Regions from separate parts of the Mus musculus genome. Here region 2 is linked to region 1. Evidence: chromatin contacts called from public Micro-C data. All regions are on one chromosome and are shown on one strand. The core of a region is the stretch at or near the end of the contact, and the rest is flanking DNA. Distances in the headings are between cores, read along the strand shown. Region 1 holds the start of Foxd2 (forkhead box D2). Region 2 holds the start of Kcnq4 (potassium voltage-gated channel, subfamily Q, member 4).

The links. Hi-C and Micro-C count contacts between places; a contact is called where the count stands out from the background.
Region 2: a Micro-C map of embryonic stem cells shows a contact between it and region 1, with 5 times the contacts expected there. The contact joins the promoter of Kcnq4 here to the promoter of Foxd2 in region 1. A contact is called at or near these places in 2 of 39 promoter capture datasets (cranial neural crest and embryonic stem cells) and 1 of 484 Hi-C or Micro-C datasets (embryonic stem cells).

Annotation. Positions count from the first base shown.
Region 1 is chr4:114,907,381-114,910,167 of GRCm38.p6, reverse strand. It overlaps Foxd2 (forkhead box D2), which reads left to right and starts at 1,270. Exons shown (of 1, transcript NM_008593.3): 1 at 1,270-2,787. The coding sequence starts at 1,347. Foxd2os (forkhead box D2, opposite strand) reads right to left here and starts at 911. Exons shown (of 4, transcript NR_030721.2): 1 at 510-911.
Region 2 is chr4:120,746,113-120,748,830 of GRCm38.p6, reverse strand. Kcnq4 (potassium voltage-gated channel, subfamily Q, member 4) reads left to right here and starts at 1,432. Exons shown (of 14, transcript NM_001081142.3): 1 at 1,432-1,971. The coding sequence starts at 1,655.

The DNA.
Region 1 (2,787 bases), core at 21-2,520:
CTGAGCAACTTGTTTCTGGGTCCTAGAGGAAGAGTAGGGAAGAGGGATAAAGATGGGCAAAAGAATCTGGCTAGCAGAAAAAGCATACTGGACCAACCTTCTGTGGAGAAAGTCCCCAGATAAAAGGGCAACACTGGCCCAGGGATGAGGTTAAGTTTCTTCGGGGGGACATCTCCGTGAGAGTTCTGTTGTAAGAGTCTCTAAATCCGGAAATTAAGAGCGGGATTGTTAGACTTAGGAACAAACATCCAGGAAAACTCAGTTTCCGCAGGATATGCACGGGGGTCAAGAGAGACAATTATAAAGATTGAGATGCTGAGACAAAAAAAAAAAAAAAAAAAAAAAAATCAATCCTGCAAACCCAAGCTAAGGACCTGTGGGTGTGCGGAGAATGCGGCGAATGCGGAGACGAATCACTAAGAGGAGTGAGAGCAGACGGTCTTCCTGGGGACAGTGGCAGGGCCAGGGCCTTGGAGGGGAAAGAGAGGACCACCGCAGACATTTCTCACCTATCTGAGTAGGATCTTCCGGCGCCCGAGTTTGTTCCTCTGGATCACTCTCTTCACTTGTCCTCCAGAACTCCCTTAGCCTCCAGTAGGTCCTTGTCCGCGGCGTCGGTCTGGCCATCTCGGCTCACTGGCGATCCATCCGCGCTTCGGCCCGGGTGGCCCGGGCGCCGCCTTGGGGAGATGAGGAGAGGAGGTTTGTAGCCACTGCCACCACCAGATGCAGCTGCGCCGGCATAAGCTTTGACTTCCAGTAACTGAGCGCACTGAAGGTGGTGGTGGCTCCAGGGAGCCACGGGGTTGCGGGAGCTGCGAGGAGAAGGATGACCCGCCTCCAGCCAAGCGAGCCTAGCTCCCGCCACCGCGGCAGTTTGTTCCCGCCGGGCCCGGGAGCAGAGGACCTCTGCCCGCCCCCTTCCTTCCCCGCCCCACCCTGCCCAGAGAGCTCCGCCCCGGGCCCACAGTTCTTCCGCCTTAGGCTGCCACCAGGCGGGAGGGACTAATCTCCTGAAGCCCCACTTATGTGTCTAGGGGCCCAGAAGCCCAGATTCGACCGAGTAACGGGCTGCTTTACTGCTCTTCTCCAGTGCCTGGTTTTCTAGTCCCGGGGCAGCACCGGTTGGGTGCGCCCTGCAGGGTGAAAGTCCTAGAGTTTCAACACCAGGGGGCGCTGAGGAGCTAGGGGACATCCCCTCCCTGTCCTCCGCCCCCTCCCCGCCCGCGCGCAAAACACACTGGTCGGAGAGGCAGCACGGCGGAGCCGGAGCCGCGGGCCGAGCGGAGCCGGAGAGCGGCGGCGGAGGAGGCGGCGGAGGAGGCGGCGGCGGCGGCGGCGGCACCATGACCCTGGGCAGCTGCTGCTGCGAGATCATGTCCTCCGAGAGCTCCCCGGCCGCGCTGTCTGAGCCCGACGCAGACATAGACGTGGTGGGCGGCGGCAGCGGTGGGGGGGAGCTCACAGCCCGCTCCGGGCCCCGCGCCCCTCGGGACGTGCTCCCTCACGGCCACGAGCCTCCCCCGGAGGAAGCCGAGGCGGACGTGGCTGAGGACGAGGAAGAGTCGGGAGGTTGCTCTGACTGCGAGCCCCGCGCTCTAGCGCCCCGGGGGGCGGCGGCCGCAGCGGGAAGCCCGGGGCCCGGCGTGCAGGCAGCCCGAGGCGCAACGGGGCCGGGGCCGGGACCCGGGCCGCCGTCGGGGGGCGCGGCGACACGGAGCCCTCTGGTGAAACCACCTTATTCGTACATCGCCCTCATCACCATGGCCATCCTGCAGAGCCCCAAGAAGCGCCTGACGCTGAGCGAGATCTGCGAGTTCATCAGCGGCCGCTTCCCCTACTACCGGGAGAAGTTCCCTGCCTGGCAGAATAGCATCCGCCACAACCTCTCCCTCAACGACTGCTTCGTTAAGATCCCCCGCGAGCCGGGCAACCCGGGCAAGGGCAACTACTGGACGCTCGACCCGGAGTCGGCCGACATGTTCGACAACGGCAGTTTCCTGCGGCGCCGCAAGCGCTTCAAGCGGCAGCCTCTGCCGCCACCGCATCCACACCCGCATCCTCACCCGGAGCTGCTGTTGCGTGGCGGGGCTGCCGCGGCCGGGGACCCTGGCGCCTTCCTCTCGAGCTTCGCCGCTTACGGCGCTTACGGCTACGGCTACGGGCTGGCGCTCCCGGCCTACGGTGCACCTCCACCGGGCCCGGCCCCACACCCGCATCCGCACCCGCACGCCTTCGCCTTCGCCGCCACCGCGCCTTGCCAGCTGTCAGTTCCCCCGGGCCGCGCCGCGGCGCCTCCTCCCGGACCTCCGACGGCCTCGGTCTTCGCAAGCGCGGCCTCGGCGCCGGCCCCTGCGCCTGCCCCGGGATCTGGCCCGAGCCCCGCAGGGCTGCCTGCCTTCCTAGGCGCAGAGCTGGGTTGCGCCAAGGCTTTCTACCCCGCGTCCTTGAGTCCCCCCGCAGCTGGCACAGCGGCTAGCCTGTCCACTGCACTCCTGCGTCAGGGCCTCAAGACGGACGCCGGCGGTGGTGCGGGTGGCGGGGGCGCGGGGACAGGCCAGAGGCCTTCCTTTTCTATAGACCACATCATGGGCCACGGTGGTGGCGGGGCCGCACCCCCGGGCAGCGGCGACGGTTCTCCGGGATCGCCATTCGCCGCAGCCGCAGGTCCTGGGGGTCAAGCCCAAGTCTTGGCCATGCTGACTGCCCCGGCCCTGACTCCGGTGGCTGGCCACATCCGCCTCTCGCACCCAGGGGACTCACTCCTGTCTTCAGGGCCCTCGTTTG
Region 2 (2,718 bases), core at 183-2,682, 5.8 Mb before region 1:
CATAGCCCTCCCTCCAGCCCTCCCGCTCTGGCGCTCAGCAGATCAATGCTGCCTTTGCTGACAGCTGAGAATCGAGCTTGCAGCCCGCCCCCCCCTTCCAGCTAGCTGTGTCCCCCGAGATCCTCCCCGAGGAGTGAAGAAGAGTTTGCTGCGGAAGCGCTTCACCCTGGGGCAGGGCCTGCGGAGGGAGCGGGAGCGTCTGGTTTGGCCATCGCTTTAGGCTGGGGAAGAAGGAAGGAGGGCCAGCAAACCCGAATCATCACCTAGTACACGGTCAGGAGGGCGAGGGAAAAGGGGCCAGACAGCTCACAGCGGAGACGGAGGTCAGGCACCGAGAACTTTTTGCTGGAGAGGGGTGCTCCTAGAGAAAGTCCTGGTGGGGTGCTATAGGCCTTTGGGAGTGCTCTGTCCGTTCCCCTAATACTGGCCCCTAGTACGTTTATTTCTATACTTCTATCTGCCCTAAACAAGCTTTTCTGGGCTAGAGTGGGAGAAGGGGGTGGCGGGTGTGAATCCCACGGAGCGGAGATGGAGTGGGGAGATGAGGGCAGGTACGTAATCAGGGAGGGAGCGTCCCCTCTGCTCAGGGTGATCAACTGGGGTCTCCTCCTTCATCAACAAGACGGGAGGAGAGACGCATCTGGGCACAACTGTGAGCTACACCACCCCACACATCTCTCGATAGCTGTAGGGCACCGGGCCCTTCAAGTAACAACAGCAGGAGGAACGGAAGCTGCTGTCCCAACTTCACTCGGCCCTCAGCGCATTTTAAACACCCTGCACTAGAAACCGAGGGCACGACCCGACGGGCACACCTCCTCGCTTACATTACCCATCGCGCTGTACTGCCCGGTTCTGCACACTCTTCTGTACTCTCATCCATCTATCTATCCACCCACCCACCCACCCACCCATCCATCCATCCATCCACCCACTCACTCTGAACCCACGCAGACCCACGGCTGGCTAGCCAACTCTCACAAGTAGGCACTTCTCTGGACACAAACACCTCCACTCTACAATGTAAGTGTCCCTCGAGCTACCGCGGCCACAACTCCACACTCCACGCTCCACTTTCCACAACCACTCACCAGGCGTCCCAACCTCCCTCCCCAGAGCGGGCCACCAGGGCCACACCACTCGTACACGCCCGGCCTCGGGGCCCGGCGCGCTGCCCGCGCCACGCGCTCGGGGCCGGGACACACCGACTGGGCGGACCGCGCGCCCTGCTCCGCCGCGTCCGACCCGGGTCCCCCTCCCGGTGCTCTTCTCTCTCGCTCCCTCCCCGATTTGGGAAGGCGGCCGCGGGGCGGGCGGGGGAGGGGCGGGGCGGGGCGGGGGAGGGTGACATGTGAGCGGCGCGCCGGCGGCAGGTGGAAAGGCGAGCGGCATGGAGCGCGTAATAAGAGAGTTGGAGTCGGAAAGAGCCGCCCCAGTCGCCGGGGAAGCGGGCGGTCAGTACGGGCTCCCGCGGCCCCGAGGCTCCGAGCGACCGCCTCCGGACCCCGCACGGACCCGGCCTGGTCCCTAGCCCCCGCCGCCTGCGTGCGCGCCCAGGGTCGCCTCGCCGGCCCGGGGTTCGAGCCATGCGACTCTGAGCCGCCCGAGCGCGCCCCCGCCCCGCAACGCCCCGGTCCCCCGTCCGGCGCCGCCCATGGCCGAGGCCCCCCCGCGCCGCCTCGGCCTGGGCCCCCCGCCCGGGGACGCCCCCCGCGCGGAGTTGGTGGCGCTCACGGCCGTGCAGAGTGAACAGGGCGAGGCGGGCGGGGGCGGCTCTCCGCGTCGCCTCGGCCTTCTGGGCAGCCCCCTGCCGCCGGGCGCGCCCCTCCCTGGGCCGGGCTCCGGCTCGGGCTCCGCCTGCGGCGGCCAGCGCTCCTCCGCCGCGCAGAAGCGCTACCGCCGCCTGCAGAACTGGGTCTACAACGTGCTGGAGCGGCCCCGCGGGTGGGCCTTCGTCTACCACGTCTTCATGTAAGTTGGAGCCCCCGCACCCCTTGACGTGCCCCGGCTCTGACCCCGCATGAGCCAGACTCCTTGGGGACCGCCACCCCGCGCTGGCTCCACCTCTCTATCCTATTGCCCCGGGGCAGACCCTCACTCAGTTCCCCTCTTGGGCCTGTGCCCCCTTTTCGGTCTCCCAGCCTGACCTAACCCCTGATCTCCCAGCCTTGACCCCTGTTGCCCTGGCGTCTAACCTCTTCTGCCTGCTCTCCTTACTTTCATCCTGATCGCAGAGCCCCACTGCTCTGATCCGTCATTCAGCTTCTTGCTCTTCTCTGCTTTACCAAGTCCGAAGCCGCTAAAGTGGGACTCTCCTTATCTTTTGTTCACCTCACCCTCCCTGTGTCCCAGACACAGAAGACCCTAGCCCCTACATTATTTTTCTCCCCTCAGGCTCTGTAGTTATGTTGTGCTCCCACCTGGTCCCCTTGGAGATTTCTCTCTTCAGAGACAGGCTGTACCCAGATCAGGGCTGTCTAGGGTCCCTATGGCTCTGACAGGCCTGTGTGCTGTTTCCAACTTTATCCGTGTCTTCTTTAGTCTTGCTCCGCACCCTCAACTTCGAAGTACCCAAGGCAGCAGGCTGCCCTGCCTGCCCTGCCCTGTCCTGCCTTGCCCTGAAGGCTGGGCCCAGCTCTCCTGCCTTGCTGGCCAGCTGTACTAGGCCTGGCTCTGAGCATGGGGAAAAAGAAAGAAGAGAGGGGTATGTTTGGAAAC